7 separate regions of the Mus musculus genome follow, and all the other regions are linked to region 7. A link is a contact called in public ChIA-PET, HiChIP or PLAC-seq and promoter capture Hi-C data. All regions are on one chromosome and are shown on one strand. The core of a region is the stretch at or near the end of the contact, and the rest is flanking DNA. Distances in the headings are between cores, read along the strand shown. Region 1 holds the start of Comp (cartilage oligomeric matrix protein). Region 2 holds the start of Slc18a1 (solute carrier family 18 (vesicular monoamine), member 1). Region 3 holds the start of Fkbp8 (FK506 binding protein 8). Region 4 holds the start of 2010320M18Rik (RIKEN cDNA 2010320M18 gene). Region 5 holds the start of Klhl26 (kelch-like 26). Region 6 holds the start of Jund (jun D proto-oncogene). Region 7 holds the start of Atp13a1 (ATPase type 13A1).

What was found. Promoter capture Hi-C pulls out the DNA fragments that hold promoters and counts their contacts. ChIA-PET counts read pairs in DNA pulled down with a chosen protein or histone mark. HiChIP or PLAC-seq counts read pairs in DNA pulled down with a chosen protein or histone mark. Capture Hi-C pulls out chosen DNA fragments and counts their contacts.
Region 1: a contact with region 7 is called in a promoter capture Hi-C map of liver. The contact joins the promoter of Comp here to the promoter of Atp13a1 in region 7. A contact is called at or near these places in 2 of 39 promoter capture datasets (cranial neural crest and liver), 1 of 115 datasets of contacts at active chromatin or transcription factors (bone marrow-derived macrophages) and 1 of 9 other capture datasets (liver).
Region 2: a promoter capture Hi-C map of liver shows a contact between it and region 7, with 2.5 times the contacts expected there. The contact joins the promoter of Slc18a1 here to the promoter of Atp13a1 in region 7. A contact is called at or near these places in 4 of 39 promoter capture datasets (the C10 cell line, liver and stem cell-derived epiblast-like cells), 1 of 115 datasets of contacts at active chromatin or transcription factors (astrocytes) and 2 of 9 other capture datasets (embryonic stem cells and pancreatic islet).
Region 3: a contact with region 7 is called in a promoter capture Hi-C map of adipose tissue. The contact joins the promoter of Fkbp8 here to the promoter of Atp13a1 in region 7. A contact is called at or near these places in 1 of 39 promoter capture datasets (pre-B cells), 2 of 115 datasets of contacts at active chromatin or transcription factors (memory CD8 T cells and pancreatic cancer cells) and 3 of 9 other capture datasets (adipose tissue, liver and pancreatic islet).
Region 4: an H3K4me3 HiChIP or PLAC-seq map of embryonic stem cells shows a contact between it and region 7, with 7 read pairs. The contact joins the promoter of 2010320M18Rik here to the promoter of Atp13a1 in region 7. A contact is called at or near these places in 2 of 39 promoter capture datasets (the SN4741 cell line and liver), 1 of 115 datasets of contacts at active chromatin or transcription factors (embryonic stem cells) and 1 of 9 other capture datasets (pancreatic islet).
Region 5: a promoter capture Hi-C map of liver shows a contact between it and region 7. The contact joins the promoter of Klhl26 here to the promoter of Atp13a1 in region 7. A contact is called at or near these places in 2 of 39 promoter capture datasets (liver and pre-B cells), 1 of 115 datasets of contacts at active chromatin or transcription factors (pancreatic cancer cells) and 2 of 9 other capture datasets (adipose tissue and liver).
Region 6: a contact with region 7 is called in an RNA polymerase II ChIA-PET map of memory CD8 T cells, with 49 read pairs. The contact joins the promoter of Jund here to the promoter of Atp13a1 in region 7. A contact is called at or near these places in 2 of 115 datasets of contacts at active chromatin or transcription factors (bone marrow-derived macrophages and memory CD8 T cells).

Annotation. Positions count from the first base shown.
Region 1 is chr8:70,371,428-70,375,256 of GRCm38.p6, forward strand. It overlaps Comp (cartilage oligomeric matrix protein), which reads left to right and starts at 2,121. Exons shown (of 19, transcript NM_016685.2): 1 at 2,121-2,220; 2 at 2,426-2,511; 3 at 2,946-2,997; 4 at 3,378-3,547. The coding sequence starts at 2,145. Gm51533 (a long non-coding RNA gene) reads right to left here and starts at 3,433. Exons shown (of 4, transcript XR_003947399.1): 1 at 2,039-3,433; 2 at 1,021-1,078; 3 at 174-307.
Region 2 is chr8:69,086,975-69,090,629 of GRCm38.p6, forward strand. Slc18a1 (solute carrier family 18 (vesicular monoamine), member 1) reads right to left here and starts at 2,248. Exons shown (of 17, transcript NM_153054.2): 1 at 2,007-2,248. Atp6v1b2 (ATPase, H+ transporting, lysosomal V1 subunit B2) reads left to right here and starts at 1,762. Exons shown (of 14, transcript NM_007509.3): 1 at 1,762-1,954. The coding sequence starts at 1,819.
Region 3 is chr8:70,525,437-70,529,445 of GRCm38.p6, forward strand. Fkbp8 (FK506 binding protein 8) reads left to right here and starts at 2,307. Exons shown (of 9, transcript NM_001111066.1): 1 at 2,307-2,400; 2 at 3,955-4,009. The coding sequence starts at 3,978.
Region 4 is chr8:70,774,818-70,778,589 of GRCm38.p6, forward strand. 2010320M18Rik (RIKEN cDNA 2010320M18 gene) reads left to right here and starts at 2,045. Exons shown (of 1, transcript NR_029440.1): 1 at 2,045-2,789. Pik3r2 (phosphoinositide-3-kinase regulatory subunit 2) reads right to left here and starts at 1,895. Exons shown (of 16, transcript NM_008841.3): 1 at 1,790-1,895; 2 at 1-535. The coding sequence starts at 160. It overlaps Mast3 (microtubule associated serine/threonine kinase 3), which reads right to left. Exons shown (of 26, transcript NM_199308.2): 26 at 3,300-3,772.
Region 5 is chr8:70,474,718-70,478,851 of GRCm38.p6, forward strand. Klhl26 (kelch-like 26) reads right to left here and starts at 2,226. Exons shown (of 3, transcript NM_178771.3): 1 at 2,133-2,226. The coding sequence starts at 2,188.
Region 6 is chr8:70,695,712-70,699,811 of GRCm38.p6, forward strand. Jund (jun D proto-oncogene) reads left to right here and starts at 2,028. Exons shown (of 1, transcript NM_010592.5): 1 at 2,028-4,100. The coding sequence starts at 3,347.
Region 7 is chr8:69,788,284-69,792,477 of GRCm38.p6, forward strand. It overlaps Atp13a1 (ATPase type 13A1), which reads left to right and starts at 2,880. Exons shown (of 26, transcript NM_133224.2): 1 at 2,880-3,358. The coding sequence starts at 2,972.

The sequences.
Region 1 (3,829 bases), core at 871-3,370, 580 kb after region 7:
AAAAGGAATAGCAAAACAACCAAACTTACAAAATGCTTGAAGCAAAACCCATTTAGAACATTCTGTGTGTAAATTCCAAGTTATAGAGCCAGGCTGAGATGGGAGCCAGCCCACTAATGATCCTCACAGGCTGTGCAGGCTGTGGGTGCTCTGATTTACAGATGAACACTTACATACTGCATCAAAGAAGAACCATGCTTGGACAGTACTGGAGGCCTGGAGGAGCAAATGTCTGCTGTGGAAGGGCAGAGGTGAGCCACAGGCAGGCAGGCAGGCAGGCAGGTAGTCAATAGGCCTGGGAAGATACCTGCAGAGGGAAGCTGGGGCACTTACAATTGGACAAACAGCCTGGGAGAGGGTCCCTGCCCTATGGAAGCCAGCAGCAGGGGTGAGCCCAGGCTGTCCTCTCCCTGCTGTCCCCTCCCTACTGTCCTCAGCACCAGCTCAGCTCCTTCCCTTCCTTCAGTTCTGACTCCCTTTCCCACAGCTCCCTTTAGGGCCCAACTGTGGCTGTGGCTCCAGCGACATGGTCCTGAGCCCCAGCCCCATGCCTGACTTGTGGCAGTCACCCGTTAGGCTGCTGTGTGCTCTTGCCTCAGCTGCAGGAGGCACTTGGGAGGCCACAAGTCTGCCCAGTAGTGGTGGTTTTCTGGAGAATTCCAGCGCTGGTCAGCAAGAACAGCCCCACACGTGTTTGGAGCCAAAGAAAACAGGAGGTAGCTCAGCCATTGGGACCTGGCCTCTCGGAACACAGCCACCTCCAGCCTTCCTCTGCAGGGCTGTTTGCCCTCCGTCCCCCTCCACCCCCTGCCCCCGTGAGTCCAAAGACAACTTGGGCACTGTTCTTGGCTAGCCTCACTCCCTGATTGTCTTTAAGCCCCAGGATTTTGCCAGCACACTGTATGTGTGGTGTTCATCTATCAAGAATCCCAGGCTCATTCCTACTGAGGACTATTGCTCAGCAGTTCCCACTAGATCCCCACCACCTCTGGGTAATAGTGTAACCATTTCCAGACCCACCTTGGCTGCCTCTGACAGAGGCCGGGGACTGCTTCCTCCAGTGTTCCCCAGCAGATACCTAGTAGGAGATATGACCCACAACAGGCACATTTGTGTAAAACATGGATGTACCAGAAATCTACAAGCACATACCCTCCGTCCGACATGCTCCACCAACTTCCACCTCTTTCCCTGCCCCCACCACTGGAGCTAACCCCCCTGCTTCCTATGACTGATCTTTTTATTCTCTTTGTTCCCTGGACTGTCTGTCTCCCCCAGGCAGCCCTCCATGGTTTCTTCTTGGAGCAAGAGATCTTCTTGGGTTGCAGCAGCCCCAAGTGGGCCAGCCCCCCTCCCCTGAGCCCAGCTTCTCTGTTTACAGATGTAAGCTGTGAGTCCTGGAAGGCCAGGTGGAGAGGGTTAAAGCTGAGGTGTTTTACAGCTCAGAGTGTGGCTGGCCCGGGAAAGATTTTCAGTTCCCAGCCAGTCTTATTTTTATGACAGGCTGTCTCCCTGGTGGCTGGGGAACAAAGCTTAGTGCAGTCCAGTGAGAAGAGAACCCCAGGGAAGCTGAGGTTCCTTCCTCCACCCCATCCCCAGCACCACCACTGCCTCCTCAACAGTGCAAAAGGGGAAGTTGAGGCAAGGACATCGTTTATTCAGAATTCTGTTTGTTTGAAGGTGCGGGGAGGGGGGCGGAGGAACCCTCACAACCTCCTGCTGACCTGGGCTGAGTCACACCCATAGGTCCCTTTTGCAGGACTTTGAAGTGCGGAGGGAGTGTGGGAGCCAGAGTGGGTGAGTTGGGACCTTTTGAATACTTATGACTTTGTTTCCCCAATGCTATCTACGGGGACAGATGAAGATTGTCTTGCATACAACAGGCACTCAGTGGTGAACCAGAGTGAGTGGAGAGCCCCAATTTACTCTTCAAGGCTCATGCCTTTCTCTCCTCAGACCCCACCATATACTGATCAGCTGCGGGTCATCCCGCAGGGCTGTGGGGCGCGGCCCTGAATGCAGAGCCCGGCCTGTTTACCTTGTGGCGGGCTCTGGGCAGGGCCGCGGGGGCTGTCCCGGACCCGGCGCGGGGATAAATAGGCCGCGGGCTCGAAGGCGCAGACAGCAGCTGCAGCTCCGCCGCCATGGGCCCCACTGCCTGCGTTCTAGTGCTCGCCCTGGCTATCCTGCGGGCGACAGGCCAGGGCCAGATCCCGCTGGGTAAAGCCGCTTAGTAGGGGACATGGTTGGACAGGAGGCCCCTCCAGGCTCATGATTCTTGCTCCTCAGAACTTGGGGTCTGCTCTCCAGGAACGTCCGGGGTTCCTGAAAAATGAAGCGGCGGGTGGAGCTTGGATGGCCCCGGAGGTGGCGGGAGGGGTGATGGAGTGGTTGGGTCGCCCATCACTGGCCCCTGTGGACGCAGGTGGAGACCTGGCCCCACAGATGCTGCGAGAACTTCAGGAGACTAATGCGGCGCTGCAAGACGTGAGAGAGCTGTTGCGACAGCAGGTAAGGAAACAGAGACAGCAGCGTGGAGACAGAACAGGGACAGGGGCATACAGAGAGGACTAAGAATGGTAGAGAACAGAGAGAGAGAGAGAGAGAGAAAGGCAGCGCGGGGCAGAACAGGTGCAGAAGGCACATCGCAGTGACGAGCGGGGAACAGAAGGGACAGAAAAGGACAGAGAGGAAAAACAGAGCAGGGAAGAGAGGACAGGGCGTGGGACAGAGAGGATGGAAACAGGGGCAGGGACAGGATTCTGGGACTAGATGCACAGAGTCAGAGATAGGGAGACAGGGACTCTGGAATGGGTTTGTGCAAAGGCGGATGTAAAGGGGGTGGTTGTGGGCACCGGGCTTCCCAGGAAGAGGGGTCGTGGGAAGAGGAGGGGGACCGAGAGGAGGCGCATGGGAAGGGGTCCCGCTGACTTCCTGCCCGGCAGGTCAAGGAGATCACCTTCCTGAAGAATACGGTGATGGAATGTGATGCTTGCGGTGAGCATAGACCGGACCCAAGGGCAGGAGGAAGGGTGGGGGCACAGAGCGAAACGGAGGAAAAGGGCTGGGGAAGGAAGCTGGCGGGGGCGAAAGCAGACAGCGACAGAGCGGACTGGACGACGGAGAGAAGGCCTGGGAGATGCGCGAAGACCAACGACAGGGCTGGCAGGAGGACCGCACGGCCGGAGGGCGCGCGCTCGGACCTGCCCAGTCCCAGCTTGGGCTAAACCGAACCCCCCGAGGGGCGTGGTCCTGAGCGGCCCCACCCCGGGAGGGGTCAAGCCCATCTTGTGGGCGGGGCCGGACAGGCGCCTCCTCTGGGCGTGGCCCAGGTTGGCTCCTCTCCGGGGCGTGGCCTAACTTCTGCGGGTCCGCAGGAATGCAGCCCGCACGCACTCCAGGCCTGAGCGTGCGGCCAGTGCCGCTCTGCGCACCCGGCTCCTGCTTCCCCGGCGTAGTCTGCTCCGAGACAGCTACGGGCGCGCGCTGCGGCCCCTGCCCTCCTGGCTACACCGGCAACGGCTCGCACTGCACCGACGTTAATGAGGTGCGCGGGCTCTTCACACCCCCGCCGTCCTGTCCCTACCCGGGCCGACCCCACCACAAATTCCCTCCATCCGACGACGCCCCCCTCATCTACTGAGGGTGTTCTCCTGGACCAGCCCCTCGCAGCCCGGGGCTCCAAACCAGAAGACCTCACGTCTAACAGGGGGGGCCCACCCAGGCCAACTCCATCACTCTCTCAGACACACACTCTGACCACTCCTTTTGTCCCTACCGACGCCCACCCCAACGACCACTTGGGCGCCGGGGGTGTCTCTCTCCAACC
Region 2 (3,655 bases), core at 998-3,497, 700 kb before region 7:
CACTTTTTAAAAAAGAACTATATAGAACTCTCTGTTTACATTCAATTACCTCTTTTAATACTTCCAGCAATTTTATCGAGGATTGAAGGATTGTTACATAGGGACCTGAGATGCACTCAAAGTAGACTTAGGTAACCTGGCTACATTTACTTCATTTGTAACATCAGCTGACTGACTTTTAGTTGAAATGCTTGGGAGCAGGAATGCTTTAGATCTCAAATTTCTTATTTTGCCTTTTTTTAAAAAGATTTTTAAAAGATTTATTTATTTTATGTATATGAGTACACTGTAGCTGTCTTCAGACACACCAGAAGAGTGCATCTGACCCCATTAGACTGGCTTTCAGTAAGGTTTATAACTTATCATCAGTGAGCCACCATGTGGTTGCTGGGAACTGAACTCAGGACCTCTGGAAGAGCAGTCAGTGCTCTTAACCACTGAGCCATTTCTCCAGCCTCTCAAATTTCTTTTTTTTTTAATTGTGAAATATTTACATAATATGTCTTGTATATAGGCTGTAAGTCTATAGATAAAACTCATTTATATTCCATACATACCTCACATATATAGCCCAAAGGGAATTTTATAACAACATAGTAATTGGGCTGGAGAGGTGGCTCAGCGGTTAAGAGCACTGGCTGATCTTCCTGAGTTCAAATCCCAGAACCCACATGTGGCTCACAACCATCATGATGGGATCCGAAGTCCTCTTCTGGTGTGTCTAAAGACAGTAACAGTGTGCTCACATACATACAAATAAATAAATCTTTAAAAACAAAACAACAACATAGTAATTTTGTGAATGAGGCAAAGATCCATGCTTCCCAAACTGATAAGTTATAAACCTTACCGAAGGCCAGTCTAGACATCCTCTTGTGTATTTATCAACAAATCTATGGGGAACTAACACAAAGAAGTTTTTCAGTATGTTGCTCCGTCATAGCAAAGTTCTTGTTTTCCTCTTCTGTTCTTATATTGTAAAGAGAACAACAATCAATTTACTGTGTTGTTCGTTTCTCACAGGCTGGTTTTTCTTTTTGTTTTTTTTGTTTTGAAACATAGTTTCACTATGTAGCTCTGGCTGCCCTGGAACTCAGACCTTCCTGCCTCTGCCTCCTGAGTGCTGCGTTTAAAGGCTTGCGCCATCACACCAAGCCAACCGCTAGCTAATTTTATCACAGCCAAAGAAAAGAAACTAGAACCCTTTGTGCGTTCTAACCTCTTAACTGGTTTTCCAATCTGTTCCTAAGGTGGTCTTCCACACCATATACTCTTCGGATATGCAAGAAAGCCAAGTCTGTTCGAAAAGATCCACGAAAAAAAAAGAACTTGGTAGTAGGATAAACTGAAATAAATTTCGACACAAAGTTACCAATCATGGGACTAGGTTTTCTATCTTCTGCTTTCCAAGGTGTTTTCCACAGCTTGATTATGAACCTCAGTTGTCTGTATTTTCTTATGCACGTTTTCCTATCTCTTCCTTCCCTACATTCCAATGAATCTTTCTTTTTCTCGTGAATCCTCTCTCTTGTGTCAATTTTGCCCTCTGGCCCCTTTCGCTTCTCTTTTCCCGCTCCCAGCCTCAGATCCGCGCTCCCAGCACTCTGGTCAGCTCCCTATGCGCCTAGCATGCGCGCGCACCCTGCACCGCCCCCGCAGAGCTCCAGTCACGAGTCTGGGGGCGGGGCGCCGCCGAGAGGGCGGGGCCTCTGCCGCAGCTTCGAAGCGCGCATGGGTGGGGCCGGCCGCACGGGCCTCCCTGCTATATGTGCGCCTGCGCCGCGCTGCTGCGGGGCCAGTCGGGACGGAGGAGACAAGATGGCGTTGCGAGCGATGCGGGGAATCGTGAACGGGGCCGCACCCGAACTGCCCGTGCCCACCGGTGGGCCGATGGCCGGAGCTCGGGAGCAGGCGCTGGCGGTGAGCCGGAACTACCTATCCCAGCCTCGTCTCAGTGAGTACGGGAAAGTGAGCGTGTCCACCAAGCCCTTGGCTTGTGCTCTCACCTGTTCAGCCAGCGGGGAGGGAATGGGATTCATTTCCCCCATCGCTCAGTTCACAAGCACCTCTCCAGCTTTGCGTGAGCTTTTCCGTGACTTCGGTGGGCCGAGCGTGAGAGCACCGACTGGAACCTTCCCATGGGCTAAGTGGGCTCCTGATGATTGCCCTACCCGCTCCGAGTTCTCTGGGTATTGTCAGACACTGGTCTGTCTCTGAGGGCCACTTCTTGTCACTGTCTTCATCTGCTCCTGGCCTCATTTAAATGTCTTCGGGTCGAGGGAACGCCTACTCCGTCCCCCTTTGCCCCGTGGACCTCTGGGCAGGTGGACCGTGCAGAAGGTGTAATGTCATCGCTGATGTGGGCAGGCCCCGCGGCTAGAGGGAGATGTGGCTTATTCTGTAGGGAACCGCTTCACTGGAGGACACCTAGATACCGGAGAACCTTAGAGCTGAAAAATACCCTAGTCGTGCAGTCCCACCCTCTCGTTTTACAGGCGAGACGCCTAAGGTTCTGGAAAGGAGAAGCCATGCCTGGCTTCAGACATCTAATTATTGGGAAAAGAGGAACCAAAAATCGAGTTTCTTAATCCTTTGCTTGGTCTTCTGTTGTTTATTCGTTTACTGACCAGCTAACCAAACGCAGTTAAATGGAAGGTTGCTTTCCACTGTTATGTTCATAGGCTTAAGTGTAGTGATCATAAAAGACCTCAATAAGCCATGTTTAGACAAGCCAGTCATTCCCAAATGGCTCTTGTTGGCTGAAGCTTTCGGTTGTATAGAATCAAACCTCTTCACGGCTCCCTTAAAGCCAGGCAGAGAGCTTTGAAAGAAGACTTTTTTTTTTCCTCTTTTTTAAGTATCTGTTGTTTTCCTGAAAATAAGGTTCCATTTGCACAGGTTAATTGGCAGCTTGGCTCTGTGGGTGGCTCATTGGTTAAAAGCGTTTCAGCTGAAGGGTTTTAGCTAGGCGCCCTCCAGCCTGACTAATCCTGTCCTGAGCTGTCAGTGGGTCATGTGATAACACTGCAGCGAGGGGAAGGGAAAAAAAAAACACACACACACACACATTGGAGAGTGGATTGCTGAGGTGTGCCTTTTAAGCATTTTTTTAGAATAATTGTTAAAATTAGAGAATGCCTGTTAGGGGTTCATGTGAGCCCAAGGAAACGTCGGGAAAACTGACAGATTTATACCTGAGAATTACAGAATCTCTAGAATTGCATTTGATATGTATGCTTTGCTCTGAGCAGAGCACATAGACACTGGTGTGGCTTCTAAGGGAAAAATGTTACAAGGTTATAGTAGTCTCTTTCCATATAACAAGTCATTCAGAGCCAATTCAGGGAGTGTCGACTACTCCATGGCGAAGGTCTTAAGCCCTTCAGGGATGAGTAGTGTTTCTCCACCATATCCATGTGCTTGGCCAATATTTGAAGAGTTTGTTCATAGGAGGATTCTGCTGACTAAGCTGTCTCTAAAAGTTGCATCTTTGTATCCCCAAGTTCACAGTGTCTGACTTAGGAAGTGCTCTGTAAATCCTATAACTTGGAATTCAATTTGTCCTAATAGTTAAGCGTGTATTTTTTTTTTAATATGGATAGGGTTTTTAAAAGGGAGTTGGTATACTGCATTTAAATATCATCTTTTACTATTT
Region 3 (4,009 bases), core at 1,057-3,556, 740 kb after region 7:
TGGGCTACAGAGTGAGCTCAAAGCCAGGCTGGGGATTTCTGAGTTCAAGGCCAGCCTCGTGTATCTACAGAGTGAGTTTCAGGACAGCCAGGGCCACACAGAGAAACCCTGTCTTGAAAAACCAAACCAAAACAAACAATCAATCAAACAAACAAAAAAACAAAGCCAGACTGACTATGTATGTAGTGAGACTTTCCTACTTCAAAAAGAAAATAAAATGCCAGGTGGTAGTGGCGCATGCTTTTAATCCCAGTACTCGGGGAGGTAGGTGGACCTCTGTGAGTTCTAGACCAGCCTGGTCTACAGAGCTAGTTTCAGGGTGGCCAGAGCCACAGGAAGAAACTCTGTCTTGAAAAACAAAAACTAGGGCTGGTGAGATGGCTCAGTGGGGAGGAGCACTGACTGCTCTTCCAGAGGTCCTGAGTTCAAATCCCAGCAACCACATGGTAGCTCACAACCACCCATAATGAGATCTAATGCCCTCTTCTGGTGTGTCTGAAGACAGCTATAGTGTACTTATTTATAATAATAAATAAATCTTTGGGTTGGAGCAAGCGGGGTTGACCTGAGCAAGCAGAGGTCCTAAATTCAATTCCCAACAACCACATGAAGGCTCACAACCATCTGTACAGTGTACTGACAAACATAAAATAAATAAATCTTAAAAAAGAAAACAAAAGAGGAAGAAAAAGAAAATAGCTAAGAGATATAACTGTATGAATAGAGCAACAGAAAAAAGTTACACAGTGGGAGTAGAGCCAGGGCATGAGCACCTTACAGTCTTGAGCTCAATCTACAGCTCCAACATGGTAGGACAGAACTCATTTGTGCAAATTATCCTTTGGCATTCACTTGTGTACCAGGGAGGCGCATGTTCATTCATTCATATATATATTCCATATATAATATATAGTTTTCCTTGCATGTAAAGAGATATTGAGGTCTACACTGCTTAACTGAGCTTCTGCCTAGCATGTGCAAAGGTCCCAGATCCAATTTCAAGTACTACAAGAACCAAAGAACAACAACAAAAAACAAACCCCACTGGGTTTCAGATGTAGCCAGGTTCAAAGCCCTCAGAACTGGAACAAGCCCATGGTTTCTTTGATATCAAGTGAAAGAATTACAGGATCATTCTTGAAAGGTGACAGCTCGGGAGAGTAGATAAGGTCCTTCAAATGAGAGGCCCTGCTTTCTCCCTGACACCTTAGCACCTTCTGGCAGAGTCTGCATGGACAGCAGGCAGTTACTGAAAACCTTGTATCTCAGGTGACTGCCCTTCAGCTTTCAGCTACTGTTCTTTTAGACAGTGCAATGTAGCCAAGCCGGGTCGTGAACTTCTGATCCTCAGTGCCCCACTTGTCAAGTACTGAGACAACAGGCAAGCACCCTGTCTGGCTTCCTGACCCCGTCTGTACCTTCAAGGTAACTTAGTAAGCAGTCACACAAGACCCCAGAACCTTGGGGCTGGAGAGATGGATGGCTCAGTGGTTTAGAGCACTGACTGCTCTTCCAGAGGTCCTTAAATTCAATTCCCAGCAACCACATGGTGGCTCACAATCATCTGTAATGGGATCTGATGCCCTCTTCTGGTGTGTCTAAAGACAGTGACAGTGTACTAATAAAATTAAATCAATAATTCTTTAAGACTCCAGAACCTCACAAGCAAGCTAAACACTTTGCTGTCAGCTTGGGCTTCATGGTCAGACCCTGGCTAACTAAAATACAATATAAAACATGAAACAAAAGAGAATGCTATAATAAAATAGTTGAGACGGGTGTGGTAGCACACACCTTTAATCCCAGGAGCAGATAGAGGCAGTATGATCTCCATGAGTTTAAGGCCAGCCTGGTCTGGTAAACGTGCTGCGTCCAGGACAGCCAAGCCTACACAGAGAGGCTTGCTCACCACGCCCCAGGAAAAGAGAGGGGCAGGGGAAGGAGGACATGAAATAAAGTATTAAGTAAAATTATGAAATATTATTGTTTTCCAAAGAGCCCCGAAAATGACCGCGCATGAGCTACAGTGTTTCTTGTTTATTTCTACCTCGTATGTAAGCAGGAGGAAGCCTGCCCCAGCATGAACTCAAATCAGGGCGTGCTGCTATCCTCTCCCACTGTGCGCCCAGTGCGTTCCCATCTCCCACTCCCAACAGCCCCTCCACCTAGAGGCTAGAGCCCCTTTAAGAAACGGCCAGCGGAGCTTACCAGGAAGGAGGTGGTGTCGAGGGCGCGAGACGGACGTGTGCACAAGCCAATAAACACGGCAGACGCGGTGTGAACAGCCAATGGGTGCGCGGGGGCGGGGCTGCGTATCTGAAGCTGTTTCCCGAGGCGCGGCGGCCGCGGCTGGGGGCGGGGAGGGGGCACAGGACCCCGAGCGGGGTCCCCGAGCCGCAGGCACGTGTGACGGGGCGTAGCGAGGAGGCCGAGGCTCCCGGGGCCAAGGCCTCCCGAGGCTGCGGGAGGCTGGGCCTCCCGGGGCGGTAGTGTCGACCGGGCGCGGGGCGGCGTTGGGGTGCGGGGCGCGCGGGGCATTGTGGGGGCTCGGGGCGGGAGGGTCTCCGGTCGGGGCCGGATCCCGGAAGGAGCCCCGCAGGTGAGGGTCGCAGGGCAGGGACGCAGGGCTCCGGGGCTTCCTGGGGCTTAAGGAGAGGGCCTGATAGGACGTAGGGTTCTACAGCTGGGTTGGGGGCCTCCGCAGAGAGGCCTGGGGCCAGCGAGATGGTGCAAGAGTCCATATTGGTGTTCCCACTACTCTTTCGCTTTTATTTAATTTGAGACTGGGTCTCCAGTATTCTAAGCTAGTCTTCAAGTGGGTGTGTAGCTCAGGCTGGCCTTGAACTCCTGGCCTTCCTGTCCGAAGAGCTGGATGACAGGCGTGCCTTGCCACACCTGGTTTACAGGGGTGCTAATTCTAAAGCGTCGTGCTTGCTAGGAGAACGCTCTTCCAACGAATTACAATCCTAGCTTATGCTTTCAATTTCTTGAGTCAGGATTTCATGTAACTCATGAATTCCATGGCCTCGAATACCTGGTCATCCTTCCTCCACCTCCCGATTGCTGGAATGAAAGGCATTTGCTGATACATGGTTTCTGCAGCGTTGGGGTTAGAACCCCGGGTCTTGTGCTTGGTAGACAAGTGCCCTGTTGCCTGAGCTATCTCCCCAGTGCCCTACTACGATTAAAAGCTGGAAGCAGACTTGGTGATAGAGGCAGGTTGGAGCCATCGTCTCTGTTGTTGGGAGATTCAGCAAGAGACATTAAGTTTCTAGCACCAATCCTTTATTGCTGGATCCTTTAGCAGAGAAGGTGGCCAGAGTCAGGAACCTCTACTAAAAGTTCACCTTTTTCAAATGAATAAGTTATAAAACTTATAAAGATTGCTGTCCCAAGGCCTCAGTGACAGTCCCCACTGCCTCAATTACCCCAACACCCTTTTCTTGACATTCAGCTCAATAACTTTCGATCTTGACCCTCTTGTTAATTGGCTTGTTTTCTGACTTTGGCTAAGTGGCTTTGTCTTTTTTTTTTTTTTTTTTTTGGTGGTTTATCGAGACAGGGTTTCTCTGTATAGTCCTGGCTGTCCTGGAACTCACTTTGTAGACCTTGAACTCAGAAATCCACCTGCCTCTGCCTCCTGAGTGCTGGGATTAAAGGCGTGTGCCACCATGCCTGGCTGGGCTTTGTCTTTCTGTGCTTGTTGGATCTTTCCTGTGTAAGCTAGGGTTTCCCTACTTTCTGTGCTTATAAAGATTCCATAATAACAGCTAACCCAGCTGCAGTCTGTGGCTCAGCGTGTGAGGTCTGTGTTCCTTTCAACAAGCCAGGTTGGTAGGATGCCCAGCGAATATACGATGAATGAAAGGGAGCTACATGAGGGATGGCAGTTGGAGGGAGTTGGAGGGGCTGCCTAGATGGGGTTATCACTGTCACACTTGCCTGTCCCCTTAGGGCCAGTTCCTGATCCCAGCAGCATGGCGTCTTGGGCTGAGCCCTCTGAGCCTGC
Region 4 (3,772 bases), core at 795-3,294, 990 kb after region 7:
CATTGTGTGGGCAGCGCTCTCCTCCATCAGCCACACCAAGTGCCTGTAGGGCCACCCGGCTCACCACCAGGAGGTCCCCAGGGAGCAGCTCCAGGTCTTCAGGCCGCTCCCGGCGGAATGGGTACACAGCCCTGTACTGGAAGCCCTCGGCTCCTGCCATGGCTGGCCTGGGGGGTTCTGGACCGTCAGCTGGCTCCCCGGGGCTCTAGGGACCCCATGGGCTGGTGCGGCCTGTGTGGTGGGCTTGTAGACCTCTACTTCCAGAAGTCACAGGCGACCTCGGGGGCCGCACATGCCTAGATGGCCATCTGTCACAGAGGCCACCATTTAGTCACCTGTGCAATGATGTTCCTGGTGTTTTCTCAAATTATTTGGCTTGTGTCACCCATCAGATGGTCAAGCTGGGATAGGTGGATCACTCCTTCATTAGCTGGGCTGTGGGTGCCCAGGCTTACTGGCTCTTCAAGATGTGCCTGACACCAGACGAAGGGACCCAGACCACAGGCTGCTACCATGCTCAGCCGGGAACACCAGCCTAAAGGACATGGACAAGGCGGAGTGAGCCAGGACAGAATCCCCCAGTGACCTTGGGGCTGGCCCCTGTCCCACTACTGATTAGTCTCCCCATCCGAGAGGCCACACTGACAGCCTTTCTTCGGGGTGCTGGGAGCTGAATGCTTTGCTGTCCCCACTAGGGTTGTGGGAACTGAAGTTCAGAGCTCTCTGAAGAACCCCACTCATCAGGAGGAAGCCAACCACAGATGCACCCAAGTTCAAGGCAGGAACAAAGACAGTGACCACATGGCCAGTTAGACTTGGGGTTATTGGGGAACCCCAAGAAGGGGTTGAACACCTGAGCAGTGGACATGGCCTATCAAGAGCTGTGGCCTGGGTGGGCATCCAAGGAAACAGAAGCCTTGGTTCCTGCAGGGGAGGTTGAGACAGGGTGCAGGGGTGTCCCCAGCTTGCCTTAGCCTGGGGCTCTCTGGTGATGCAAGAGAGGGGAGGTGTCAAGAAGAACCATGGTCACCTTAGTGCCACAGTAGGATGGGGACAGGAGCTGGACACCCCACATTGGGTCCTAGCCTGGGTCCCCATTCCAGCCTGCAGTTGGGTCTTCTGTGCATCCTCCTGGGGGAGCAAGGCTGACAGGTCCTCGTATAGGGACAGGGCAATGCATAGACAGACCGGTTCCTGCAAAGGCCCGATGGTGGAAGACGCCTGTCTAGGATGCAGAGGCTTTCAGAAAGAAGCCATGAAAAAGGCGTTTAGCGTGCCAAGGGGAGGGTCTGGGCTTCATCCCCAGATCTCGGGGACCCGGTGCAGGTGTCCTAGAGGGACTTAAGGCTTTGTGGTCCAGGGTATCCGGTGTGACTCACTGTCCGGCCTCTTGTGGCCTGCATGTTATAGGTAGGGAAACTGAGGGTCGGAGAGGCCTCTCCTAAGAAAGCCACCCGTCTGCCCGCCCCCGTGCCGAGCACGTCTGCACACCATGGGGGGAGGGTATCGCGGAACCCCCAATGCAAAAGGAGGGGCCTACGATGCACGCATAGTCTGTGTGCTCACACAGACGGGCCCCTAGACCCTCGTGCACCCCGAAGACCCCTGGACGACGGAAGTGGCCGGATCCGGGGTCGTGTCCCGCTCTCCGCCCCGTTGCGGGCGGGGACCTCCCGGCCTTAGAGACCCTGTCTCTACCCCGCAGGCTGCACAGCCCCACGCTCAGCTCGGAGCCCGGTTTTGTGCGGCTCCTTCTCTCCTCGGGTCCTCCCCACCACCATCGACTCACCCACTCCGGCCGCCGTCGCCACCACCACGACCGCCGCCGCCGTCGCCGCAGCCGCGGGATCCCTGCGTCAGCCACCGTCGCCGCGGTTCCAAGCCTTCGGGCCCGCCCCCAGGCGGAAATAGCCGAGCGCACTCGGGTCGGGAGGGCGGGCCTTTCCCCCCACACGAGGCGGAGCCCGAAGACCGAGGCACGCGGGCAAGCCTCCGGAAGCTGCCGAGTGTGCTCCCGCGGGAATGGGAGGCTGGGCTTTGCCACGAGACAGCCGAGGCTGGTCGGAGACAGCCGAGCACGGCCGTCGGAGGCTCACGAAAACACTAGAAAGCGGAAGGGTCGGGAACGCATTCGGTCCGAAGCTGGGCTCGGTGGACTTGGGACTCTGAGATACCCGAGCCATTCCGGAAGCAGCAGAACGTGCCATAACAGGGGTTTGTTTGTGTTTTTTACGAAGTCGTGAACCTGCCAGACCGCGGAATGTGTCTGGGAGGAACCGAACGACCTCAACTCCAGGCCTTGGGAGTTGACTCGGAGGCCGCCGATAGCTTCCGGAAATTGCCGAAGGTCCACTGGACGAGCTCGGCAGCTGTACCCTCAATGGAGAGCCGCTGGTGGAAGGAATGGAAGGCGAAGGCACTGCCATGACAACCCTAGGCGTCCGGAAACAGCCGAAGTGTCTCCGGCCCAACACGCGCGAGAATGCGGCTTATCAGCGTCCGGAAGCGAGATTGTTTCCGGAAATACGGACAGACTCTGGCGAGACGGAGAGAACCAGAAGTTGCCGAGCTTGTTCGGCTGATTTCCGAGGGATTCATTTATCTATTTTAGCTCACCGCAAAGACTAGGGTAGAAAATTGGGACGGAGGGGTTGCAGCGAGAGTTCGGCAGTTAAGCATGCTCACTGCTCTTGCACAGGATCCAGGTTCAGTAAATTACAGCCGCGTATAACCCGACTGGAATTAAAAGCAAGAGCTATGACGCCCAGCGTTTTGGATTTTTCCTTTTTAAGATTTTGTGTTTTTCTTCATGTTCAACTGTGCGCCTTGTGAGTACCTGGTGTCTGTGGAAGTTAGAAGAGACATCGGATGCTCTAGAACTTGAGTTACGGCTGTGAGCTGCCATGTAGGTGCTGGGAATACAACCTGGGTCCTCTAGAAGAGCAGCCAGTGCTTTTAATCATTGATTCCTTTGGCTTTATTATTTGAAACAGGGTCTTGTTATTAGCCCAGGCTGTATCTGAACTCATGATCCTTCTGCTTCGTGCCTCCCCACGCCCCCACCTCCAAGTGTTAGGATTACATGTGTATACAGCCATGCCTGGAAACACTTCATTTTAGAGATGAGATTTTGCCCTATTGCCCTAGCCAGGATCCCAGCCTGCTAGGTAGCTGGGATGCAGGCTGGCTTGGATTAAGTGTTTAACCAAACCCCTATACAGCCAACAAAACTCACTTAGATGATATCGAGCCATCAGTTTTTCCCTACCCCCAGCCACTCACAAATGCACACACCAGTATCAGATGTCTTCATGGGACTTTATTTGATGCCAGCTCCAAGATGGGTAGAGGGCTACTCATGCACAGCCTTGGTCTCCCTTCCAGCAGAAGGTACTGGCTGCGAGTCAGGGAGGTGCAGAGGGTTTGAGTGCCTGCGAATTCCCCTCGTGGAGTGTGTAGAGCTGCACCACTGGCAACCTACTACATGGCTGCTAGATCACACAGCATGGGAGTCTGGGCTCCCCCATGGCCATGCTCACAGTAGGGCTAGGAGAGCCTGTCCTGGGCTGCCACTCTTACTGGACCATTGTGGGACATGCCTCTGGCCTTAGGAACCTCAGCTTCTTGGATCACACAAAGCTGGGGGGAATTCAGGTGTGCTCAGTGCACATGAAGTGTGCAAGTCACTGGGGTTAGTCCTGTAAAGAGGCACAGAATGGGAAAGACACTCCTCTAGAATTACACAGCATAGCTGGGGTCCACACTCGGTCCT
Region 5 (4,134 bases), core at 976-3,475, 690 kb after region 7:
TCAGCAGTTAAGAGCAGACTGCTCTTTCCAGAGGTCCTGAGTCCAAACCCCAGCAACCACATGGTGGCTCACAACCATCCATAATGAGATCTGACACCCTCTTCTGGTGTGTCTGAAGACAGTTACAGTGTACTTAGATATAATAATAAATAAATCTTTTTAAAAAAATTTACCCTAGGGATCTGGTCAGCTGACCCCCCTTTTTTTCTGTTTTTGTTTTTTTTCTTTTTTTGGGGGGGGGGGGCGTTTCAAGACAGGGTTTCTCTGTATAGTCCTGGTTGTCCTGGAACTCACTTTGTAGACCAGGCTAGCCTCAAACACAGAAATCTGCCTGCCTCTGCCTCCCAAGTGCTGGGATTAAAGGCATGTGCCACTACTGGCCTGCCAGCCGTCCCCTTTTATCTGGCTCCTAGGCCCTGCCCACTCATTCCCCAATGACTCCATGATCTACCCCTGTTACAGACCTTCAGTCCTGGGCCACCACTCTGTCATGCCCCAGTGTGCTGCCACTCACTCTTCTGTGGCCAGAGCGCCCAGTTTCTGCAGTTGCCGATGGCCTGTATGGAGTCCCTGGTTTGCTCTGACCTCACTCTGAAGCTTCCAGCTGCTCTGGTAACAGGCAGGGCCAATGCCTCCTCTAGGTGGTAGCAGGGTTTCCCTAATCAGCATCTTCCCTCCAGTCCTAATGCTCAACTCAGATCCACAGGCCACCAGATCTTTCCCTGCCCTCCGGCCTGCCTGAGGGCCAACTTTGTTCGTTATCATTAGGCCCAGTGCCCTTGGCTTCGGTTTATTCCCAAACCATTTACAGACTGAATTTCCTCCTTGATCTCACAAGGGTGGTGGCTGTCTCAGGGCAGGGGTTCCTGGCTCTGGGTTAATGTGAAAATGGAGGGTGTGAGTGCTCCCTAAGAGAGTTCCCTAAGACCGGTAGGTGCTCTTCCCCTGAGACTCCAGATCAATTCACAAAAATGTATTGCAACAGAAAGTTTTTGAGTTCAAGGTTGGCCTATGCTATACAAATCAGTCACTATCTTAAAAATAGGATGGGTAGAGGGCAGGCATATGACCCAGTAGTAGAGTCCTCACCTAGCATGCACCACAGGAATAGAGATGCATGCCTGTCATCTTGATCATTCGGGTTGAGGAAAGATAACCAGCAGTTTGATGTTATCCTCAGCTATATGGCATCTGTGAGACCAGCTATAAGATTCCTTGTCTTGAAAAACCAAAATAAAACAAATATTTAAAAATACTTGCCATCTTTATGCAAATTCCCAAGTTCAAGGAACCCACCTTCAGAGTTGACCAGGAAAAAGGGTGACCTCATTTAACTAAAAGGGGTGAACGTGGACCCAATATCTGAGGGCAAGACCTCCAATTCAAACGTTTAGAGTGAGGGGAGGGGTATTTAAACCCTATGAAGGGTGGAAGGAAGGGGGTCTTAAAGAAAGACCCTATACTCTTGAGTATCTTCTCTCACAGTGCTCAAACTCCACAAATACATCCCGACCTCTCACAGTCCCTGAGACTCCCTGGCCATCATGATGGATCTGCTGGGGCCCCCAAGGTTGCCTCAGTGTCCCCTCACGGCATGCCCAAGTCCCTTGTTCACCTATCAAGCCCCTAGACAATTTTCTGACAAATAGAACCTGTTGAGGTCTCCCAGTGGCCTCAGTGTCTCCCAGACATGTCCAGGCCCCTAGGTGACTGGCCTCAGTGTCTCCCCAGACATGTCCAGGCCCCTAGGTGACTGGCCTCAGTGTCTTCCTCAGACATGTCCAGGCTCCTAGGTGACTGGCCTCAGTGTTCCCCTCCAGACATGCCTAGGCCTCTTGTTCCCTGCCATCAGGACCTGTGGAGGTAACCAGGTGGTCTCAGTGCTCCCTTCACGAACGCCTCGGCTCCCTCCCGGGCCCCAGGGTCCTTGTGGAGCTTCCCACGTCACCTTCCCCGAACCCCTTCAGCCCCGGGCTCGCAGCTCCCAGGAAGCCGGGCCTCAGCCTGCCCTCAGGCCTACGCCATAGCTCAGGACCTTAACGACAGGGACTCGGAACGTCCACGCCCCCGGCGGCCCCGGGTCGGCCCCGCCCGAGCCAAGTGGTGCATGCCAACAGAGGCGTAGGACTCACCTGCTCGGGCGCTCGGGGCTCTGACTAGAGCCGCTGCTGCCACCGGACTCCGCCATCTTCCGCCGCGCGCCCGAGCGATGGGGCGGCGCGCTGATCGGGAGATCGGGGCCCGGGGCAGCGGGCGGAGCCGCTGAGAAGGAGGGAGGGACTCGAGTGGTGGGCGGAGCTTGGGATCAGGGGCGGGGCCTGAGGAGAGCAGGTCGGAGAAGAACATCGAGTAAGGCCAAAGAAAGTGAGGGGGAGGAGCCTGAAAGACCAGGGGCCAAAGAGGTAGGCGGGGATTGGGGCGGAGCCTTGAAGAGAAGTGGCGCTTAAAACCCTGGAGGCGTGCAATAAGAATTATAAGCATGGCCTAAGAGCGGACCTAAGGAAGATAGTACCTGAAGTGGGGGTAAGGGTTGAAGACGTCATGGCCCTCAGAAGGGAGGGGTCTGAGAAAGGTGATTCAAGCAGGACATGACCTAAAGAGGGGCGGGGCCTATGTAAAGGAGGGAAGAGACCTGTGGAAGAAAAGTTCTGTGGGAGAAAAGGTTGGCTCCAAGGTATGGTAGGGCCTGAGTTTGGAGAGGGGCGAGTCTTGGCTGTGGAGAGAGTGGCTGGAAGGCCTATGCGGGAAATGGAACCATGTTACTTCCCAACATAACCAGGAAGGGGAAGGCGGCCTGAGGGTCATTCTTGGTGTTAGATATATGCTGGACCAGAAGAAAAGTGGAGGAAGACTGGAGCCGCCCCTAGAGGAGGGAAGGAGCCCAGGATGATGATGGGAAGTGTCTAGCCCGAGAGGGGCGTGGTTAGCGGAGGGGTGAGGCAAAGGGTAGGTTGGGAGGGTCTTTTAATTAAGAGCAGAACTGCTGGGAACATATGCCTGGGATGGGAAGAGGGCCGAATCCACGTTCGGGAGGTGCCTGGGCGGGGCCAGGGCTGGGAGAAGGATCGGGACTTGGGCGGGGCTCATCATAATGAGGGGGCGGGTCTGGACTGCAAGAATGGGAGGGTTGGGGAAGAGCCTTGGTAGGAGATGTGGAACCTAAGTTGTGAAGGTCGTGCCATGAAGGGCGGGGCAAACAAGGTGTGGGCTAGGCGGCGCACAGATGTGGGCGTGGCTTATCTTTGGCAGAAGCGGGATGGCTCAGATGGCATGTTCTGATGAGTGAGGGAACAAAAGTCCCTGAGTGCACAGACCCTCTTCACTAGCATCCTGCCCCGAGCCATATCCCTTTCCCAGCCTGAACCCAACCCAACCCTCTGACTTCCAACCCTTTGCTTCAGCGTTTTCAGCATATAGTAAGCTCAGAACCTCCTACCTCAGGGCCCAATGCCACTCTCAAATCCCCATCCCTTCTGTATCTGCCCTCATACTCTAGCTCCCATTCCCGAAATCCCTGCCCACAGAGACACAAGCCAGCCTCCACACCCTCTACCTCAAGCACGCTATAGACTTGCAACCCTCAGCAATGGTTCAAAGGCCCATGTCTGTGCAAGGCTTTCCTTTTGTTAAGGTCTTCCTTTTGTTAAGACTGTGTCTCCTAGGCTGGCCTGCAACTGTGAACCCTCCTGTGTCATCACCCTTCTGAGTCCTGGAATGACAGGCATATATATCACCATGCCTGGCTGTCTTTCCTTTTTTATTATTTTCTGTCTTCTGTTCTTTCTTCCTCTCTCCCTTCCATCACTCCTCCTTGCTTAAGGCTCAGAGGATAAATGGCAGCAATGCTTGAGGGGCTTGGCTGCCTACAACCTCCCACACCAGAGTCTCAGCTTATAGTAGGTTGAAATGCATCCAGCTAGTCAGCTAGAAAGTACAACTCCTTTAGGTAAAATCAAAGACTAGCCACCAAACATGGCACCCCAATGCCTGCAGCCCCAGCACTCACTCGGAGGCTGAGACAGAGGATCAATTCAAGGTCATCTTTGCCTAAACAGCAAATTCAAGGTCTGCCTGGACTACCTGTGGATCAAACTAAAAAATCCAAGTAGGACCAAACCCAATGAAACACAGTAG
Region 6 (4,100 bases), core at 778-3,277, 910 kb after region 7:
GCCTGATCAAGGAAAGACTGAAAACGCAAACTAGAAAAGTCAAATTTATCTTCGCACTGTGGAAGGGTTCCTGAGAACCTGGGGATTCGAACACAGGCCCACCCACGAGATTTCAGGTTCAATGTGAAGGGTGCACAGTCTCCACGCTGGGCCATGCGTCCCGTACAAGTCACTTCCCCAGACACTGACCAGGGAAGACAGAAGCGAAAACAGAATCCAGAGTGGGCGCTGTTTCTGCCACCCACTGACCAGCCGCACTGCATGGCCTCCAGCCCAACCCAGCGCCCCGAGACTTTTTGAATCCCTCCACTCCTTATTGCAGTTGTTTTGAAGGTTTAGTAGGAGTTTTTCCCAGAGGCTAAGGGCACCCCAAGACCAGCAGGTTAAGTTTCTCCAAATAATAAAATTGAAGAATGACTGATGGGGTGTCGAGATGGCTCTGCGGGTAAAGGCTCTTGTTGCTCTTGTTGAGAGCTGACTTGAGTTCACAGGACCCACAGAATGGGAGAGAACAGACTCTGAAAGCTGAGGTCCTTCCCCAGCCTCTCAACAAGCCCTTTTCCTACAGAAATACAATTAAAAAAAAAAAGTCAGTCAGGACAGGCCGCTCCCGCCTTTAATCCCAGCATTCGGGAGTCAGAGGCAGGAGGATCTTTGAGTTCGAGACTAACCTGGTCTACAGAGTGAGCTCCAGGACAGCCAGGGCTACACAGAGAAACCCTGTCTCGAAAAGCAACCAAAAATGTTCAGGTCTTACTATTTCTTTACATTTTCCATGCCACTACAAAATGCTCTCCTTGCCTGATAGGGAAAGTGAGTCTCAACAGAGGTAAAACTTAATTTGGTACGTAAACCTGTCCCCAGTCAGCTCAAACCACCGCCTCCAGAGCGCACGCCCGCCCATCCCCCACCCGCCAAGGCCAAGTCCCAAGGTCAGGGCGGAGCCTCGCGCGCTCCGCCAAGCTCCGTACGGCCCCGGGGAGAGGCAGGCCTGGCGCCGGGGGCTGGCTGGCGTTGGGCCAGCACTAGCTGGCTCAGTCGTTTGGCGGGGGGCGGGGGAGGGGGTGCTGGCTGGGATATGGCTCGCGAAGCGCAAACCCCACGTGTGTGGTGAGGGGAGAGTCCACTCTATCTTTCTGGATGGTCACTTGCCTACAAAAGGGGATAAAACCTGGGTGTGTGGCTCTCTGAGGCAACAACTGGTCAAGGCTCGGGCGGGGGTTTGGGGGGAGGGGGGAGAACCCTCTGAGGCCTCAATGGCCTGGGCGAAGGTCCTGAGGTGCAAAGGAGCTCCAATGGGGTACAGATTGGAGAGGAGTCACAGAGAAGGGATGAGACTCCTCTCTGGTCTTCTAAGGGTTGTGTTGAGTGTGCTGGGACTTGTTGCTCCCACCTCTTCCACCTCCGTTCCCAGCAAGCAGAAAAGCCTGCATCAGGCCTGGTGGCATACTGTACTAATTAAGAGGGTAATTACCAGTCCGGATTCTCATTTGCAGGCTCCACTCTGGGACCCACCTCAGGCTCTAGAAGAGTCAAGAGTAAAAACGTGTACTGCCATGGCTGTCCAGAGGCCTGGCACCCTAGTTCTGTCCTTGGGAGGACAAATGTGTGGTAAATGCCTGTCCTTACAGCACATAGAAGGCAGAAGGATCACTTCTCAAGTCTAGCCTGAGCTACAGAAAAATTCTGTCTCAAAACAAAGGCAAAAACAAAACAAAACAAAAAAAACCCCACAAGCTCACCCCAGAACTTCCATCAGCAGGAGCCCCAGGTCAACCTGGGTTACAGCTTTTGCATAGTGCCCTTTAACTCTAGCACTTAGCAGGTCCACATCTGTAAGTTCCCAGCCAGCCCCAGCTGGAAGGTGAGAGATCCTTGCTCAAAACACAAAGTAAAACTCAACAAACCCAAGACTCAAATCTCATGCTAAGATGAGGTGATGGGCACGTCTTTCACGTTGAGGCAGTGAAATCACCCTCAGTCTTGGTCAGCTAGGGTACAGGGTGTCCTAATAACTGAAACCGAAGCAAGGCACAATGGCATATATTAGTCATCCAGAAGCCTGAGGTGAGATTTTGGGGGGTTCGGGAGGTCATTCTGGGGTACAGAGTGAGATTCTGTTTCAAAACGTCCCAATCCAGGGCCATAGGGTAGGCTTAGAAAGTAAACGTGACTGCACCCAAGTCGGACAGCCAGAGTGCCACACCGGGGAGAACAGACTCCCAACTCTCCTCTGACCTTCCTGGACACACACACACACAAAGCACAGATACCTACACAGACAAACACAGATACACAACCACACAGACAAACACACCAGCATGTAAAATAAAAACCGAGATCTGTAGGCCGAGGTTAAGAGACTCAGGCCTGTTACTGCCACACTTGGGAATATGAAACAGGGGGACTGAAGTTAAGTTCATGAATAGCGGAGTCTAGAGGATGAGATCCTGTCTTGACCCAAAACAAAGATTAAAAAAATTTTTTTTCACCGAGATCAAGAAAAAAACCTACAACTGATGGCTACCCTGGCTGCAGTTGGACTCCACACATCCCATCCTCAGTTTCCCCAAGGAAAAGGCAGGAGGTCAGCTTTTAGGGCGTTCGACTCCACCCTGTGAAACTGACAAGGAGCTAAGTAGTTGTGGGGACTCTCCAAGGGACCCTCCTCTGCCTCCCCCTTCCTGCCCACACCTGCCAGCTCCCAGCCGGAGGAACCCTGGCCGGCGCCCGGCCCCCGAGGGGCGTGCCTTCGGTGGGCGTGACGCGGGGCGTGGCTTCACAGAGGGCCTGGGTTTATGAGGCTCCACACATCACGCCACAGAAGTGCCAGAGACAGGGGAGAGATAGACGCACAGATGAGGTCCAGTTTGAGAAACAGAGAGGCAAGATCTAGAGGGAAGTAAAGAGGGGAGGAAGAGAAAGGGAGGAGAGGCAAGAAACAGCAGGGTAGGGACAGAGCCTGCCCGGCAATCCAAGCTGGGCGTGGTGACCCGGCCAAACCGCGTTCAGCCCCACCCCCATGACGTCAACCCACAATGCAGCGCGTTGTTGTGCCATGTAGCGAGCGTCGCTCTTGGCAACAGCGGCCGCCACCAGGCGAGGGCGTCCCGCTCCCGCCCCTTTATGCAAATCAACGACGTCACCTCGCGCCAATGGCGAGCGGGGGCGGTGAGCTCATCGCGGGGGCCGAGGCTATAAGAGTGCGCGCGGGCGGCGCGGGGCAGAGCGGCCGGCATCGGAGCCGGTCTGTACGGGCAGCGGACTGGGGGGCATACGGGGCCCCCCGGGGAGGCCGCGGCCACTCCCCCCGCCCCGGGGCCGAGCGCGGCGGGGGAAGGTGGGGATGGAAACGCCCTTCTATGGCGAGGAGGCGCTGAGCGGCCTGGCTGCGGGTGCGTCGAGCGTCGCTGGTGCTACTGGGGCCCCCGGCGGTGGTGGCTTCGCGCCCCCGGGCCGCGCTTTCCCCGGGGCGCCCCCGACGAGCAGCATGCTGAAGAAAGACGCGCTGACGCTCAGCCTGGCGGAGCAGGGAGCGGCGGGATTGAAACCAGGGTCGGCCACTGCACCTTCTGCGCTGCGCCCCGACGGCGCCCCCGACGGGCTGCTGGCTTCGCCGGATCTTGGGCTGCTCAAACTCGCGTCGCCGGAGCTGGAGAGGCTGATCATCCAGTCCAACGGGCTGGTGACCACTACCCCGACCAGTACGCAGTTCCTCTACCCGAAGGTGGCAGCTAGCGAGGAGCAGGAGTTCGCCGAAGGCTTCGTCAAGGCGCTGGAGGACCTGCACAAGCAAAGCCAGCTGGGTGCGGCCACCGCGGCCACCTCAGGGGCTCCCGCGCCTCCCGCGCCCGCCGACCTGGCCGCCACCCCCGGGGCCACGGAGACCCCGGTCTACGCCAACCTGAGCAGTTTCGCGGGTGGCGCCGGGCCCCCTGGGGGCGCGGCCACCGTGGCTTTCGCCGCGGAGCCAGTGCCCTTCCCGCCGCCCCCGGGCGCGCTGGGGCCGCCGCCACCTCCGCATCCACCGCGCCTGGCCGCGCTCAAGGACGAGCCGCAGACCGTGCCGGACGTGCCGAGCTTCGGCGACAGCCCTCCGC
Region 7 (4,194 bases), core at 1,630-4,129:
CTAAGAACCTGAAGGTTGGAATCCGTTTGCATTACTTCCTGTCTACAGCAACACCACTAACCATGTCTAGGCCTAAGGATAATGTCACCTGTCTCAAGTGTTGTTATTAGCTATAAATCACCAGAGCATTAGCCACCTATTCAGAGCATACAGAGATAAGGAATATGAGCTGCTTCCATTACACTTGGTTTTGAGTCTTAGAATAAAGGTCACAATGGTATCTGAAGAGTTCAAGAGTTTGCTCACAGCAAATGTTCTGAGTGCCCATTCAATGCAAAGAAGCAAAAATATAGAAGAGGAATTCTGAAAATGGGGGATCCATTGGCTTATGTCTGGCTTCATCTTTCAAGGTGGTTGACTGTAAACTGAACCCTGGAAAGTGGCCTGGGTGTGGAATGGTCAGGCACTGCTGATGCCTCAAAGGAAAGGCATCATGAGACACATGGAGGACCATCCCTTGGAGCTTCTAATGTTTATTCTGTCGGCTACAAAGCCTGTTGTCTTTGAATGTAATATATTGTCTTCTACAAACAGGTTTATATCCTAGTCCTTACTAATTGTCTTACTTAAAGTTAGGCTCCTTGAACTATGGCTTCCGGTTCCCTTATAAAGACTTATAAGAGCCGTCTTACTATATATAAAGTAATGGGAAAAAAATGGAAAGTAAAATATGTAAAGATTCTTATCATTTCCAGTACACCAGATATTTTCAATAAGTAATGTAAATAAAATATGCTTAAAATATTGTGAAAAAAAAAGAGTTGTAATACATTATTACATCATCCCCAAACACGAGGTAGATCTTGTTCATCAAAAAGACAGGACACCCTTTTCCAAGCAGAGCAAGATGGTCACCCTGGGATTCCCACCACAGATGTCAGATGGCTCATGCATGATTGCTTGTCCTATCATCTATGGCAGGAAGCGTGCAGCCACCACTACAGCAGGAAAGCATATCACTCTCCACCACAGGGAGAACTAGCCATAACGGGATTCACCCACAGATGTTCTCCCTCACACGAACCAGCCTCAGGCCCAGCCTCAGCGCCCAGGAAGGGAGCAGGCACTTACCTCTCCCTTTATTTGGTTCTACCAGTCCCAGTTGTGCAGGCACCATTTATGCTGTGTGACACTATTCCTACAGAGATGTGGACAAACGTCAACTCACCCCAGAGATGACAGATGAATGTAATAAAAACACTTAAGTTTAGCAGGGCATAGTGGCGCACACCTTTAAGTTCAGCACTCGGAAGGCAGAGGCAGGTGGATTTCTGAGTTCGAGGCCATCCTGATCTACAAAGTGAGTTCCAGGACAGCCAGGGCTACACAGAGAAACCCTGTCTCGAAAAACAAAACAAAACAAAACAAAAAAACACTGAAGTTCAAGTCAATGAATCAGAGAGCTTACTGGAGTTATCGCAGGAATATGGCTTAGTGGCTGCTTAAACTTGGCTGGCAAGGATGACTGAGAGGTCATTTGGGGGTGAAGGCACACCCCCAAATGGTGATCACTCCAAACTGCAAACCTAGAGTTCTCCGCCGTACTTGCAATGAACTTGCCTGCCTAATAACCTCGGGGAGAAGTGAGCCTGCTGCACCTGCTAAGGTTTCAGGAATTTCTTCAGCCTCTGAATTATTTCCTGAGTCTTAACGGACCTCTCTGTAGAGAGCAGGCTCAGAGGGCAAGAGCATTTGCTGCCAAGCCCAAGGACTGGAGACTAATCCCCTGGGGTGGGATAGAGTGAAGAGAAGCGAGGAGACAAGGCCTGCCTTTAGAACTTCCTTAGTCCTCTTATCAAACTTTCCTCCAGTCATTTCAACTGAGAGAAAATCACTATGCAACAGCAGGCTGCAGTCAGGGGGCTGTGTGAGTTTTTCTATTTGTTTGTTTTTACAAAGAATGAAACCCAGGATTTCAAGAATGCTGGGCAAGCACTCTAACACTGAACTAGCCAACACTTTTATTTTTTTTTTTAAGTCTGGAAAAAGTCTCCTTAAGTTCTCAGATGACCTTGAAGTTGTCATCTTCCTACTTCAGCTTTGCTTATACATGAGATGCCCTGCACTACCAAGCAAAATAACATTGAAAAAGAATAAAAATGATCTATATTGGATCTGGGTAGGGTGGCCAGCACTCGCGAGTCAAAGGCAGCGGCCACTATCAGCACTGGCTGCTCTTCCAGAGGATCTGTATTTAATTCCCAGAACTCACACTCACAACTAACTGTAACTCCAAATCCAGGATTCAGACACATTCTTTTTTTTTTTTTTTTACCCGCTCCCACCTCAGACGAATTCTTAGGGCCCCGTAGGAACTGCACAGCGCGCGCGCGCACACACACACACACACACACACAGAGACAGATACATACTTATATATTTTTAAATCTTCAAAACCTTCTTATGGCTGTGTTTAAATAACAGTACTTGTACAGAATAGTTGCATAAAGCATCATAGTATATTTCATAAGTACCTAATTTTCCATTTATGTTAATGTGACCTTGTGTACTTATTACCGTATGGCTTGCATGGAAAAGGCACCCTCAACCCTACCTTGCGAAAGCTCCGCCTCCTCCCAAACCCGCCCTCAAAAGGTCCCAAGTCCTAAAGTTTGTATCTTAGGGTAAGCTTTTCTCCTCCCCAAACGGAGGCTCTTTCCTAGATAGATGCCGGAAAAGTTGCTGAGAAGGGACGGGCTCTTCCGTTTCAGGGTCTCTTGCTGATGTCAATCCCGCCCTGCCCGTCTACATCTTTTGCGTTCTTAGTTCGCCACGGCCGACCTTAGCAAGCTGATTTGGACCTTTGGTACCTTCTTTGTCATGGCGGCGCCCTGAACAGACACTTGTGTTAACCCACCTAACGGTTTACCTAGGCGCTTCCTATTCCAAGGTGGCGCTCAGACCTTACCGGAAGTAATAGACCGGAAGTGGGGCGGTGCCTCTGCCGGAAGCCAGCGCAGCGCTGGGAAAGATGGCGGTGGTGGGCAACGCGGTTCCTTGCGGAGCCCGGCCTGGCGGGGCCCGGGACAACGGGTCTCCTCAGCCTGGGTCGCGATTGCGGCCGGGCCTAGCTGCCGGGCCAGCACTCATAGCGAACGGCGACGAACTGGTGGCCGCCGTGTGGCCGTACCGGCGGCTGGCGCTTCTGCGGCGCCTCACCGTGCTGCCGTTTGCCGGGCTGCTGTACCCAGCCTGGCTGGGCGCCGCCGCCAGCGGTTGCTGGGGATGGGGCAGCAGCTGGACCCAGATACCCGAGGCCGCGCTGCTGGCGCTCGCCACCATCTGCCTCGCGCACGCACTCACTGTCCTGTCGGGGCATTGGTCTGTGCACGCGCACTGCGCGCTCACCTGCACCCCGGTAAGTGCGCGCGCGCGCCCGACCCCGACCCGGACCGGGACCCAGGCACAATGGGGCCTAGCGGGGGTACCGGGCTGCCGCGGGCTTGCGAGTCTCCAATCTTAACAGCTCGATTCTCCAGCGGCGCCCCCTGTCCTATGGCTCAGGCCTACTTCTGACCCCGCTGTGACTCGCCATGCAGTTGTGGCTGGTTATTTTGATTCACAAGAAACACCTGGAACACACTTAGAGCAGGATCCATATGCTACTGTTAGTGTGAATTGTTCTCTTAGCTCCCATATGGTGTATTGTTCTTGGAACGGTTCCGCCTTGCTTCTCCGTCATCTCCTACCTTGGTTTTGGTTTTCTTTTCTTACTCTTTTTTTTTTTTTCCTGTAAGATAGGATCTCACTATGCAGCCTTGGGTCGTCTAGGACTCACTGAGAACCGCCTAGCTCTGCCTCCAGAGTTCTCGGGTTAAAAGCCTGTGTCACTATTTCTGGCTTCTACTCTTGTGTTGGTCTTTCTTTCTTTTTTTTTTTTTTAAGTGTTAGATTAGACCTGTGGGGTAATACCCCCAAATGTATGAAGCCAAGTCCTATGGCCCAGTGTTCAGCTTCTGTCTGTCCCTTGCTAGACCCAAAAGAGAGTGTAATTCATTCTGGTGCTGAAGATGGCCAGGAACTACTTGTAAGTGACTTAAAATAGCGTAGAGTCTCAAGTTATCGGTAAGGTATGGTTAAGATGAGGGCTTGTCAGAATGGTGCAGTGATTCTAAATTCAGAACTCTAAACATAGTGTCACTACAGGAAGCACTGACTTTAAGGTACTCTAGGTTGAGGGTAATACCCAGTGAG